2 separate regions of the Mus musculus genome follow, and region 1 is linked to region 2. A link is a contact called in public Hi-C data. All regions are on one chromosome and are shown on one strand. Each heading gives the region's core, a stretch centred on a gene start, on an enhancer-like site or on the middle of the called end of the contact. The rest is flanking DNA. Distances are from core to core; before and after follow the strand shown.

Region 1 (7,589 bases), core at 147-2,646, 89 kb before region 2:
TCCCCACCCGTAAAAAAACGTGTTTTGTAATTTCTATTTCTTTTTCCTGAAATTCGTGATTGCAACAAAGGCAGAGGGGACCGGGCGGGGGAGGGGAGGAGGCCCCGCTCCGGAAGGCGCTGTTTGAAGCTTGTGGCTCTTTGAAGTCTGAAAGACATCGGCAGAGGACCCTTTAGACGGCACAACTGTTACTCTAGGGAGTTGATTTTTTTTTCTTAAGAGATTTAAAAAGGAACTGGTGATTTAAAAAAAGAAAAACACAAAAAGGGACCATTGCAACCTTTTTATTTTATTTTCTTTTTTGGAGGGAGAAAGCTGATGTCTTCTATGCATCCGATTTCTTAAACTGCAGGGAGCTTGAAAAAATGCAGTCTGTACAAACGCTTACAAAAATCATAACTGTGAACTGACTTAAGACCAGAGTTTACTTTTCAGATCAAATTGTTTATGGTTTTACAAATGTGATTTCTACTTGGCAACCTTTTTTTGGTAACTCGTTCCCTTATACCTCCTTGATTGAATACCTTACAGCCTAGACCTCAGTACAAAAAGGTATTGAAACATTTTTGATACATAACAGACCTCAATCTTTTTTAAAAATTAATATATTTTCAGGCGTATTTTTGTACAGTGAAAAGGGAACAATCTTGCTGTGTTTTTTCAGTAAGACTTTCAGGCACTTCTTCCCTTTTGATTTCTTTTTCTTTTTTTCTCTTCTTGTTTTTGTTTTTCTTTTTTGTTTGTTTTTTTAGCATGCAAATATGTTGGTACGTTATGTCCTGGTTTAAAAGGATTAAAAATTTAAAAGTAATCCTTGCATCTAAAGGCCTTGTGGTTTAAAAAAAAAAGCAAACTTTTTTGTACAGCTATAGTAGAGATTTGTTCAATATTTGTAGGTAAAGATTTATTGAAAATGGTGACCTAGACCTCAGAGCTGTTCTTAGTTTAAGACTGTATGTACTGTATCATAGTAGGACCTATGTATCTCATCGCTGTGATGTGTGGACGGGGCCCCAGACAGAAGGTTTGAAACTGGATACGCGATTTTTATCAAAAAGAAAAAGGAAAGGCACATAGTTTAAAATTTTCTCATTTTGTGCAATATAATTAAATAAACAGACCATTGCATATTTAGTAGCAAATGGTGGCGAAGCAGACTCAATGCACTGTCGAAGTCACCGCCGGGGTTTTTGGGTTTTTTTGTGTGTGCTGAAGTCTGTGTCTTGATTTTAATAAATCAGCAGGATCGGATAGAAGCTCGCATGGCCCTTAGTCTCTCCCGGGAGCCGCGTGTTCACCGCGCAGCGGACGCGGGTGGCGGAGGGCGGATGCCGCTTTTTGGAGCCCTTAGGCTGCCATAGGTTGCAGCCCGGTGTCCTCCCTTCTCACCCCGCCCTGCGTCTCCATCCCCGCCGTGGGCTTCGCGCTGGTCCGTGCCTGGCGAGTCTGGAGCTAGTGTCCACAGGGCTAGGCCTCCGCTTCTGGCTTTGGGTTTTTTCTGTTGTTGTTGGTTTTTTTTTTTTTTTTTAAATCTCCACCCCCATCCGCGGGCGGCATCGCTGCGCGCGCGCGCGCGCGCTCAATGAGATACGAGTGGAGAGGGCCGCGCCCTTCAGCGTTATCCACGCGGGTGGGGCACGAGGAAAGCAAATGCGCCTAGAGCCGCCTTCACGGTGCAGGATGGCTTTGGTTTCTTTGATGGAGCATTTGCCTCCAGGGGCCCGGTCCAGCCCTCCCCTCCCCCACTGCCCCCTCCCCCCCGCCAGCTTGTCCCTCGTGGTGTCCCGCGCGCAAGCCCAACTCCCCAGGGCCGCGACGCACGCGACCGAGGAGCCCTTCAGCAGTGAATTGAAACTCGGTGCCCAACAGCCCGACTCTAGACCCACAGAAACCATTACGGCGCGGGCGCTGACCGCGGGGACTTGACCAGTAGGGATCCAGGTCGGTGCCCCACGCAAGACAGGCACTGCAGATAGAGAGCTCGCCCTCACGGAGCAGCGCGATCTCATAGCGCGTGGGTGGGGCGGCGACCCGGTGTGGCTTTTTCGGGCTTCCCTCGCCCACCCCTCCCCCACAGCGCCCTGCTGTGAGCCACGCGGGGACCTTTAAGCCGCGAATAATTTCACCAGCGGTTTACTGGGGACAGATTCTGAAGCCTAAGGAAAAGGCATTCTGAGTGTCTTGAGTTCTTAACATTTGCATGTGTTCCCGTTTCCCGTCGGGCGTTTTCCATGGTGAGGAAGGAACTTTTAAATAAATTAGAAAAGGAGTGAGGATCTGGCTTCAGAATGGAAGCATAGCTGCAATTTGTATTTTAAAATTATGTGGCCGAGTTTCTTGGTAGGAAAAGAAGAGACAGTTCTTGGTTGGAGATCAGGAAAAAAAGAAATCTTTTCTTTCTTTCTTTTTTTTTTTTTTTTTTTTTTTTTAAATCCCAGTTAGAACTCAGGAAAGGCGCTTGAATGCGCTTTTAACAATATTTAAAGCGGTTTCGACGAATGCATTGTGAAGACCATTCCCAGTGAACTCTATTGAATGTCTAATACACAAGGTATTCCAGCTACTGGCCAGGCTTCAATAAAAGGTTAGCTGCATTTTTTTTCCTCCTAAGTAAGTCTTATTTTTAACTGAGCATTGACAGTATCTTAAAATGGTAACGTGGGCGTGGGCGTTGTGTGCATAGCAGTCTAGCCGGTTGGGTACCCTGCTCCTGTACCTAGTTCACAGACTCGAGTGCATTTTTTTTTGGCGAGATTTCCATCTTTGAAGAAACAAAAAAACAAAAACACCTGAACCAGCGTTCTCTTATTCTTTAAGCTGTGGAAATAATTTCCAGTTTCTACATTCTCGATATGCATCCTTATTAAAAAGATAATACGAATGAAAGGCAGTGTGCTTAAAGTGTGCTTTGCAAATACATGTTATGAATGACTACGGTCACTGGGCAAATTATTTGTAGAATGATTAGCCTTTAGCTAGAAAAAAAAAATCATTGCAGCTCTTTTGGGCCTGGATGGTTCTTTTTAATGTTAATGGAGGGGAAGTGATTTAAATATGCATGCTCTTAGCAGTCAGGATCTGACTTAGTTGTTTTGAGAGAAAAAAAAATCAAAAGGCAAGGTCTACTTTTTTTCTCTGGGAATTGAAACCACAATCATCTTGATACTAGAACAGTGTAAGAAATGAACATTTGTTCTTCACTTCAGAATTCAAATGAGTTTTGCCCAAGGAATCTGGGAAATAAGGCAAATAAGTTGCTCAATTTTCAAGTAGTCATTCAATAGAAATATACTCCATCACTCGGCTTTCTTATTCTCTGATGGGGTATTCTGTATAGTCTCACTGTTTTCTCCTAATGGGCATATGTATCTTTGTGGACACTTGGAAGAGAGGTTTTCTTGTACTCTCTCATTTCTAGAATCTTTATACTCTTTTTCCTGCAAGGTTCTCTGCTTTTAACAGATTTCTGAGGCAACTATATTTGTGCTTTTTTCTTATGTAGGAAGACCAGCGAAACTAGCTTACTGAGTTGTCGATTTTATCAGTAGATAAAGAAACTTTGTTTATTACAGTTTCAGGGAAGGTTTTTCAGGATATTTCTCAGTTATTCTAAGGGCCAAATTTTATATATAAAAAAAAAAAAACTTCATTAGGAATGTCAGTTTCAGATACCCTTTGTATAGCCTGTGGCCTGCAAGCACGACAGGACTGAGCCTTACATGTGTCCGAACAGGAATTCATAAGTCCCCAAAGTAAACGTCTCCATGTAACGATTCTTGACGTGTTTCTCTGAGAGTTGGCTTATTTTGATTATCAATTCTTTCTCACTGTCCATTCCTATTGATTTATCCTGCCATATCTCTTTGGGTTTGATGAGCTCAACATTTTTTGCTCTTTGATAACAACTCAGGTTTTGGTTTGGGGTTTTTCATGCCCCCTTTGTGTGTTGCTTATGTTTTCCACCACAGTATAAAAGTACTGAAGCCAAGCCACTTCCCATTCATTCCTTTACTGCTGCCTCCCTTTCCCCAACTCCCAACTCCTAACACACCTTCATTTTTTTCCCATCGTCTTCTTCTTCTTCTTTTTTTTTAACACTACCTAGATGCGTTAGCTGCCTGATTAGTTTATCTATTCCATGTGGATGCAGTGAGTTTATAAGAGAATTTCACAAACAAGTAGTTTTTTAGTGAACTTAAACAGAATTTTAAAGGAGACCTATTTTTATACTCAATAAAAGCACAAAACGTGCATAAAATATAGCATGGCGTACAAAGGGAAATCCACTCATAACGTTCCATGTATAGAAGTAATAATTTTCTTGGATAGCGATATTCTTTGAAGACCCAGTGCCTGTCTGCCTGTGCCCAGACAGGGTGGTTTCCACACACTGGGAACTTCCGGTTGCCGGCACTTGACAAACACAGTTCACCACAGCCACAAAGAGCAATAGGTAGGAGCTGAGGTGTGCCTCCTGATGAGCAGTCGGCCACTAGGCAACCTGGATGTGCCCATGTGGAGGCTCCAGCCTCACTGTTTGATCAAACTTCTTTTATGTAGTCTCTTCTGTGAAAAAAAAAAAAAAAAAGACCAAACAAAGCAATAGGACAAGTTTGAAAATGCATTTGAACATAGGATTTCCTCCAGGGTCCTCAAAGAGATTTTAAAAAAAAAAACAACAACAAAAAAAAACGTGACACTTAAGTTTAGTAGGCACATTACATTCCCCTCCCCTTCAAAAACAGAACGACTGGAAATAATCAAGACATAGCGTAAAAAGAATTTTGATCAAATGGATATTGACAAAGGGCCCTCGATCCCATTTCTCTTCACCCAGCTTGTGTTCAAAAACCTTATGCCTCGTCCCCTGAATCACACAGGGAGAAGCGTCCTATGCCATTGTCATGGACTCCCCACTTTGTCTACTTTTGCTCTTGTACATATGTTGTGGGTATCAGTTGTTCCCATTTGTTCTGTAACACCCTTGTTTGAATGGACTGTTTTGAAACGGAGGCCTGTGTCTCAGGTATGGGACACCTAGTGGTCGTGGCAACCCATCCCGTGATGCTTTGTTTCCCGGGACAGAGCCACCTGAAGTCTGAGAGTAGTTATCAGCATGGCACTGTTAACAAGTGTTCTGTTTTCCAAGGCCGAGAAAAAAAGAAAAAGAAAAAAGGAAAAAAAAAAAAAAGCAACTTTCACAGCTGCTCCAGGTTTGGGAGAGGAATAGCTGGAAAGCCCTTTTGTTTAGAAGTCTGAGTGGGTTATGGGGGGACTTTTATAGAGTTTGCATGCCAGCGCAGGACCTGTTGCTGTCAGACAGAGAGAAGGAGAAGCTACCTGAGGCAGTGCGCTGGGGGACTACGTAAGTGTCCCGTAGCACTAGGGCAGCAAATGCATGGTGAAGTCATGTCTTCTGGTAGAGGTTATCTAGCATGCAGAGTGTAGTGTGTTGAAACTGTATGACGTTGCTGTATCAAAGTTGTAAAATTAAGCATTATTTATTGAAAACTATGTATTTTTTTGTAAAAACCTGATCACACAAGAGAGTATCAGTGGCTTGTGCTTTGTGCTTCAATCAAACCAGCTTCGTGACCGCCCTCCTTGGAATGCAGTGTTAATGCTCAGGGTTGAATTCATACACTCCAATGTCTCTTTTTGCAGGAGTTTTTCACAGAGGAATACATTTGTTCAAAAGACCAATAAAAATCGTGTGATCAATCTCCACATGTGGCTTTTATGTGACTTTTTTGTTTTGTTTTTGATTTTTTGTTTTGTTTTGTTTTGTTTTGTTTTTTGTTTATCTTTCCCACTTTGCATTGGGTAACTACTGTGTGACTCCTAAAGTGTTGTCTCGAAGCTGAGAGATTTGAAAAGTCTTGGTGTCTCAGCATCCAACCAGGACCCACAGCTTGGGCAGGACTGGGGCCCTCAGGAAGTGATGCTTAGGGCAGGCTGCGAGCTGCCCACAGTGGAATAAGCATGGTGATCGTGTCTTGGTATTTTTAACTGGCCAATAGAGTAAATAAAAAGCATAGGCAAAGTATAGAGGGGTAGGTTAGCCTGTTTGTCAGAGTTAGAGGATGAAGGGATTATTCAGGGGCAGTTGCTGATGTTGAATCCAATGCCAGCAAACTCCATTCCTCAGTGTCTTTTTTTTTCCCCCTCTATAAGCAATTTACATTGTAAATGTATTTTGACATAGAAACCATTCTGTATTGAAACTCTTGCTATAAGATGTTTTTATGAAAGCCTGTAAGTGGTCCTTGGAATTATTATCAGATTTTTTTAAAGATGTGTTTACATGGTGAGTGTTTGTTGCATATTAATTAAATTTGGTTTTGTAGAAACATCTGTGTCGTATCATGACGGATCTCTATGGGCACGGCTTACACACTCACATGCGTGGCTCACACACCCACTTCTGGGCCCCTGGTAAGACCAATGTCAACTTTAAGCAAAAGAACAAATACCCAGCTCCATGTGTTGGACAGCTCTCTGGTTTTTATATAAGACATTTTTACTTCATAGATGACTTTCAAAGGGTGTCACCCTTTCATAGGATTTGACTTTTATTTTGAAAGAAAACAAGATAGACTACATACAGCCTTTCATCTTAAAGTAGATGTTTTTTTTGTAAGAATTCAACAAATAAATTCATTGACATTTCTGGCTAAATTTCTATTGATAAGACTTTTTTTTTCCCTATGCTTTTGAACACGATAAAATCTCCCAGCAGATGTAGAATGTACTGCAGGGTGGGTGGGGATTGCCTGTCACACACCATGACTATTCCTTCACATAACCACTGTACCAACTTTGAAATTGGCTGGTAACTACAGCTGGGAAAGCCCCCTCCCTACCAGAGTGTAAACAATTACAAGAATTGAGGAACTTGGTGAACTTGAGGTAGCCAATCCAATTTTTGACATCAGTCAAAGCACTAATTTCAATAGAATTATTTCTTTTAATACTCCAGGGTCAACAGGAAAAGAACGAGGTCCCAGGGAAACATTCTGCCATGTTGTACATTATCTGCTAGGGCCCAGGACAAAGTTTATGGTGACCTGTGAACACACAGCTGCACTGAATCTAAGGGGTGGCATATAGTCATCAGACAATGTGGTCCCTCAGGGATGGGGATGCAGCTCATTTGCTATGGTGTTTGCCTGATGTACACAACATTCTTGGTTTGGTCCCCAACATTGCATAAACTGGGCATGATATCACTTGCCTGCAATCCTAACACTTGGGAAGGCAGCGGCAGGAGAACCAGTCAAGTCAATCTGAAGATAGTAGGCGCCAGATTCAAGTCAGACCCTTTGGATCCCCTTTTCTAGGAAGCTCAACCAGCTGTCTTTCTGACTTCATACACCCCTGCCTGAAGGACCTTCCATTCTCTACCTCCTCCTTGAACAAATGCCCCTCCTTCCTGGGACCCCAGAGAGAAGGCTTGCTGGCTACCTGCCTCTGGAGCGAAGCTGCTCTGTTCTGGGCCCAAGAGTTGAGGGTGAGGACAAACAACTCAAAAGTTGGTGCTTTGCTGGCCAGGGTTGAGTTGGGGAAATGGGGAGGAAGTAGGAAGGGAA
Region 2 (6,743 bases), core at 3,796-6,295:
AATTTAGATGTGTTGGTGTTTTGCCTGCATCTATGTCTGAGTAAGCATGTTGAATCCTCTGGAACTGGAGTTACAAACATTTGTGAGCTGCCGTATGGGTGCTGAGAATTGAACCTGCTTCTGTGGCCCTGCTCTTGTGTGCTTGCTCCTGTGGTTCCAGCCCACAGACTGGGATCCTGGGCTGAATAAGAAAATGAAAGTAAGCTGAGTACCAGCCTGCATCTCTCTCTGCTTCCTGGCTGCAGATGCCATGTGACCAGCTGCCTTGTTCGTGCTCTTGCTTCCATGCCCTCCTTCCTCAAACTGTTAGCCAAAGTATGCCCTTCCCCCTTTGGGTTGCTTCCTGTCAGGTATTTGATCACAGCATACGATCTATATGGAGTTCAGTATCCCCCACCGCTTGAAGATCCCTTTCAACTCATTCTAATATAGATGGGAAATGGTAACTTTATCCCACCTGTAGGCTGTCCAGCAAGCGTACTGAAGAACCATCTGTGCTCTTTCTCTATCATCCTATTGAAACAAGAAGGTACGTACTGAAGGAAGCTCTGTCTCAGGAGTGAAGATCCTGGATCCACAAGTCACCATGGGAAGGAGCATTGCCTGCAACATCCCCAAGCTCTGTATCACATGGTCTGTGGAAGCACATTGCATCAGAACTCTTTACTCATGACCCCGGTGTTAGAAACTGCATTCATTATTTCCTTATTGCTGTGGTCAAATACCTTACTCTGTAAGTTGCCTTGGTCTGGTGTTTTTATTTCAGCAATAGAATAAACTAATACTTGAGTTTTCAGTATTTTTATTAGCCATACGACTAAAACTGTCCTTTTTATTTATCACAGTTGTTCTAACCTCTTTCTGTGTATTATTAATGAATTAGGTTGTGACATTCCAGCCTTTCCTGTTTGGAGCTACCGGGTTTGCTTCAAACACCCTCTTCCCTCCCAAATCTCCCAAGAAATGTCTGAGGATTTACCATTGCAGAGCCCAGTTTCTGAGAGCAGCGTTATTTTACACAGCTGCCAGAGTGGTTTTTGGGAGGCACATGAGCTACTCTGTTTTATTGTAACAGTCCCACATTCCACGGAGTCAAGTTCTCTGCAGCTAGCATGCTGGAAGGCAAGGTGAGAGCAAGGAGAGAAAAAAAATCCTGGAAACTACAAGCCTGCACTCAGGGGAAGGCTGGCTGCCAGCTGGCACATGCCAGCACAAACCGTAGGCTTTTTTTCTGATTTGCTTTCAGGTTGGCATCTGAGGAAAGGCAGGTCACAGACCCACTGTCCTCCCACTGGGTCTGTGTGTGAGTAGTATGGACCCTTTGGACTGGTATTCCATGTGTCAGAACTCAAACAAAGAACTGTACTTAACTAATAAGTAAGTCTCCTTCCTCTGAGAGGAAACAAAATTGGCAAGAACACTAATCCCTCAGGACCACTGTACAGGGACCACAAACTGGGTGGCATATAATAACCGAAAAAAAATATATTGTCTCTCAGCGCTGGAGGCTCACCATCAGAAATCAAGGTTTCCTAACCCAGTAGCACACCCTGCAGAGGCCTCAGGGGAGGCCACTTTTTTAGTTTCCTCTTAGTCCATTGGGATAGTCAGCAACTCTGGAAACAGTCGCCTTTGTGATGCCTTATCCCAGCCTCCATCCCTGGTTATCTTCTCCCCATGTATCTGTGTCTTGCCTTCTAACAATGCCATTCATAGTGGATTAGGGTCCACCCTAATGACCCATGTCTCTTAAGACTGTGTCTGCAAATAGTATCATATCCACATCTGTGTAGGTGAGGACACAGAACACTCTGTGAAGCTATGATTCAACACATGATGAAGTCCCACAGTGGTCATTGTGCTCACCTACTGTAATCAGAGTCCTTCCTCCACCAAGAAGAGGTCTGGCCCTGGCAGTCAACCCAGAAGTGCATTAGAAGGGGATGGTATGCTGACTCTACATCAATTGCACTGGGAATATACTTGTGTGTTAGAAAGAACAGTAAAAACAACCTAAAATAGCTGAGGAGTGCTGATATACTGCAAACTCAATCTCCACTTAGATATGCTTTCAAGGATAGCTAAGATATCTGAGGATATATAAGAGTCCCTATTGGAGCTATAGATATTGGAGCAGAGACTGACCACTGTTGGGACATCAGAGGACAGAGCAGGCTGATACCCGTGAGGTGAGAAGCATGTCTCCTTCAGATTTATAAAATGATTGTCTCAGCTAACCCAGGAAGAGGACGCGTATAGGTTAGGAAGACCTTTAGTGTTCTTTAGTGCATTATCTTAAATAAGCAGCCACATATTGATTACATTCCCTGGAAGTTTTAGTAGATGCAGCCCCTAGAGCTGGGTAACCCACCTCCTTTATCAGAGACCTCTCTATAGAACTGTCACAATTCTGTGGATTGATGCTACATTCACTCAGTATACATCTGGTTCAGCTGCCCTGAAGTTTCTGGTATGGCTGTCTGTGTATCCATGTGGGTGGCAGACAGGGCTAGTCCATGGATCATTTCTCATAGTGGCCAGCTTGGGGACTGAACACAGTCAAATGGTTGAGCAGATAAATAGGTGAACCTGCGAGTTTGCATGGCTGCTTTCCTCAAAGTGGGACATTTGATCTAATAGGATTCTGATACCTAACTATGTTGGGAGCAGAATAATGTTGTTAGCTAAGATAATATGACCCACTGCACTTTTTCTAATTAATGTATTTCTACATTAATTGATATATGTAAGTTGTTTCTTTTAAAAAAATCCATGTGATAAGCTTAATCCATGAAATAGTTGTAGTGAAGATAATTTTCAAAATAATAATCAGGACTCATATTTGGCCCCAAATACATATTCAAATGTATATATTTTAAGGGTAGAAATTCTTTATACAGATAGTTCTCATGGTGGACAGCATTTTGGCAATCAATGTCAGGACCTGCTGGGCATTATAAACAACTCAATCAGGCCATTTTACTGCTGGAAATCCATGCTAAGCATCTTCATTCCTGAAGACAGTTTATAAATAATTATCCATTGCTATCTTTTCTAGAACAGGAGAAATCTGAAACAATCTAAATGTATACCAATAGGGTATTAGCTAAGTAAATGATAGAACACATTTAGGTGGCCATTAAAGTAATACCTTCAATGTGTTTGTAAAAATAACATGGAAGAATATGTATTAAAATACGAATAAAAGAGTAGAAGGTGAAATCATAACATTCCTGTTAGGTGTCAATAATTCAAATAGCCACCCATGTTAATGGCCACTGCTTCCAGAGTGTGCAACATGCACGGGGTTAGAAATTTCTTCTTCGTGCTTTTCTTTATTTTTCCATCTTATTACACTGAGTGTTTTGTCAGGGGAACTATAATAGGCACTCGGAAATAAAGGCATAAATGAAGTGAAAAATTAAATGTTATATTCATTAAAAACGAATGCTGTAAAATGGGCATTGCCTTGGGAAACACAGCCTGTGAGCTTTGTGTGCACAGAGGGACCCCGTTGCTGTGGTTATATATATATATATGTGTGTGTGTGTGTGTGTGTATATATATATATATATATATATGTATCAGGTGCCATGATCTCTCCTCTGCAGGCAGTGACTAACTGATGGGGCTTGTGGATGAGGTGGACAAGAGCCATGGCACTTGTGAGATTCTAGCCATTGCTGGCCCACTCAACAGACACTGTGTCTTTTCCAGGGAGCTGTCTCTTCACTCTCAATTACCTGTCCGCTCAGCATGTCAGGCTTGGCAGCTGAGCTGAGCTCTGACGAGATGCGTGTTGGCAGGGGAAACTGAAGTGGACTGACAGCCTGCACTCAAACAGGTCACCTAGGAAGGGGCTCTAACAACACTCTCACTAGAGGAAATCCTCCTCTTCTCCCCTCCTCCTCCCTTTCCCCGATTCTTTTCGATTGCATGTACATGTGTCATGTACATGTGTACACTGGTTTGTATGAATTGCCTTTCTCAGTTACTTTACACCTTGATTTTTGAGACGGTCCCTCATTGAATCTGGAATCTACGGATTTAAGTATGCTGGTTGACCAGCAGGTCCCAGGAAGCCCTCCTCTCTTTTCCTCCCTACCTCCTCAGCTCTAGGTGAACATTGTCTAGCCCAGCTTTTTCTGTGGATGCTGAGATCTGAACCTAGATTATCAGGCTTTTGCACTAAGCACTTTACAGATTGAGCCTTCTTCCCATCCTTCCTTCCTTCCTTCTTCCTTTTAACTAAATATTTGTTGACATTTAAATTTTAGTTTCTACAGCGTATTGGATATTCATATCTAGAAAGCGCAATTAAACATTACTGAAAAGAATCTCAAGCCAGATGATGATATTTATATGATTTAATTTAAACTCAGATCATTTGTTTTGAAACCAAAGTGATGGGGATCAGGGACAAATTTTGAGAGTGTGCTGCTTGGGGGAATTTAACACAGCACTTGGAAATACATCATGTCATGTCTGGTTCCATAGCCAAGGAAGGCACAGCTAAGAAAGTGTCCAGCATCCGTGTCTCTTTAGGGAAGAAACAGCAACAGTTCTATGCAGCTGCGGTGATGCCATTTAGCAAGAGGTTTTTTTAAGTTATCTGGGTCTCGATTGGAGCAGAGAGCATCACTTCCTATAGGTTTAGTATCGTCTTGGGAGAATATGTTTTTCCACGGGATTTGGGGCTACCTCGCAGGAGAACTAAAACCTTAATATGATGTCAGTGCTTCACATGCCAGATACTTGAATCACATTTAGCACAGCCTTGTGAGGTCCCTGTCTGGCTAAGTGGTTTAAATTCAAAGGTGTAGCCCAGAAATGTTCTTCCCATTTTTTTGCAATCACAACATCTTACATGCTTGCAGTAAGTTTGACAGAGGTGAGCAGGAGACACAGAGATCCATCAAGGACTTTCCTTGTATCTGCAAGTCTTCTTTAAACAACCCAAAACTAACAACCAAATAAAACCAAGCCTTGTGTGTATGTCTGTGTGTGTGTGTGTGTGTGTGTGTGTGTGTGTGTGTGTACATTTGCATGTGGTAGTGCATGTTAGTATGTACACATGCTTTCTCATGTCTGGGGGGCTCACCTCACTGATTTACCTAAGCCAGAAGGCCAGCAAACCATAGGGGACTTCCTGTCTCCATCTCCTCAGCCCCAGGGTTACAGACATGTATGGCCATGCCCAACTTTAACTTAGATACTGCAATTTGAACTTAGATCCTTATATTTGCATGGCAAGAACCTTACCCAGTGATCCATCTCCCCAGGGCTTATTTCCCCACTTTTATAGACCAAGTCTGTGATTGAATTTTGACACGTTGAAACTGCATAGAAAATAAAGGAAACAAACAAATAGCAGCAGCAGCAGCAGCAGCAACAACAACAACAACAAAAACCCAAACAGTGAAACCTCTTGGCACTGAGCAACGTTCAATGAGAAAGATACAGGGAATGCTTAGGTTGGACTTATGTACATTTGTGTCAGGAAGACTCCCCAAACTTTATACAGCCATGGGACTCATGAGTGCTTCTGTGAGATCTTTTCTGAGTCTCCACATTATTTTCTGTTCAATAGGATCTTGCTCTGCAGCCTGTGGCTGCCCTGGAACTGCTATGTAGCTCAGGATGGTCTTGAACTTATGATCTGCCCCCCCACCCCCACCCCCGATGATGTGGGGCTATAGACAGCTCTGCCCCATCTTGGCTTGAGCTTGAGGGCTTCTTTAAGACTCTTTTGTCAAAGACATTTGGGAAATAGAGGTTGAGATCAGGAGTCAGAGCCTCCTGTATTTGAGAAAACTAAGATTTCTTTCCCAAAGCTGGCTTCCTGCTGACTGATGCCAGAAATGTTCATTGTACAGAATCATTTGTCACATTACCTTAGTTCTTCTATGAGTGTGTGTGTGCTCACGCATGTGCACGCGCATTCGAGCACTCATGCTTGCATGCATGTACATGTGTGCACAGCTATGTGTGGGGTGTGCATGTATATGAGTACACATGCCTGTGGAAGGCAGAGGTCAATTTTGGGTGTCATGGGTCTTAAACTTAAAATATATTTATTACCCAACAACCTTTCAAAACTGTTGCAGCTACCAGACACTTGATCGATAGTTCGATAGTTCTGTGGACTTTCTTACCTTCACCCCTTGCTATTCTTGGGGCACAACACTTTTCACTTCCTTGGTGTAGGATTCTTATCTGTAGGATTTTTATGGTTTTAATTGCTCACCCTGACTCTGGGTCCTCTGTTTTCTCCAAGATCTCTAGACTTGGTTGTTAGTCTCCACCTAGGTTTCCCACAACTTGCTCTTAAACTCCTAACTCTGGCCCTGCTTTGATTCTTAGCCTAGTTTCCAAAGTCTTCTCACTACGTCCTCATCTCAGGGGGCAGGGTATTCATTGTTTCAGTGGCTGTGGCCACATATCTTCTTACCTACAGATTCCCAAAGCAACTTGTTTTAGGACCTGGTGGACCTGATAGCTCAGGCAAGGTTGGAAACCACAGCAAAATGACAGCCACTTCTGACTTTCTCTAGCTGTGCCACTTTCCTAACAGGTCTCCTGGAAATTTACATCTTTATCTGGAATTGTCCCTTTGAGTCTAATGTGTCCCAAATGTCTTAGAGGCTACAGTGTAGTAGCACAGGGAAGCATCTCCAACGTCACTCCAGTTCCCTTCCTCGCACTTGTGAACAGCGCTGGCAATATGGTCTGAGTATTTCCAT

Evidence for each region. A called contact is a pair of places that touch in the nucleus more often than the background predicts.
Region 1: a Hi-C map of the N1E-115 cell line shows a contact between it and region 2, with 2.8 times the contacts expected there. The contact joins two enhancer-like sites. A contact is called at or near these places in 3 of 484 Hi-C or Micro-C datasets (the N1E-115 cell line, cortical neurons and neural progenitor cells), 2 of 115 datasets of contacts at active chromatin or transcription factors (embryonic forebrain and embryonic stem cells) and 1 of 9 other capture datasets (liver).

What each region holds. Positions count from the first base shown.
Region 1 is chr12:27,333,353-27,340,941 of GRCm38.p6, reverse strand. Sox11 (SRY (sex determining region Y)-box 11) reads left to right here. Exons shown (of 1, transcript NM_009234.6): 1 at 1-6,674. Among named protein-coding and RNA genes, the nearest start is that of Sox11, 5.6 kb to the left of the region's middle. Within about 2 kb of position 1,396, at least 58 of the 459 cell types and tissues checked have an H3K27ac peak or open chromatin away from gene starts, as enhancers often do. A contact at or near this core is called in the N1E-115 cell line, where this site is marked.
Region 2 is chr12:27,248,748-27,255,490 of GRCm38.p6, reverse strand. No RefSeq gene overlaps it. Among named protein-coding and RNA genes, the nearest start is that of Gm40872, 44 kb to the right of the region's middle. Within about 2 kb of position 5,045, at least 3 of the 459 cell types and tissues checked have an H3K27ac peak or open chromatin away from gene starts, as enhancers often do. A contact at or near this core is called in the N1E-115 cell line, where this site is marked.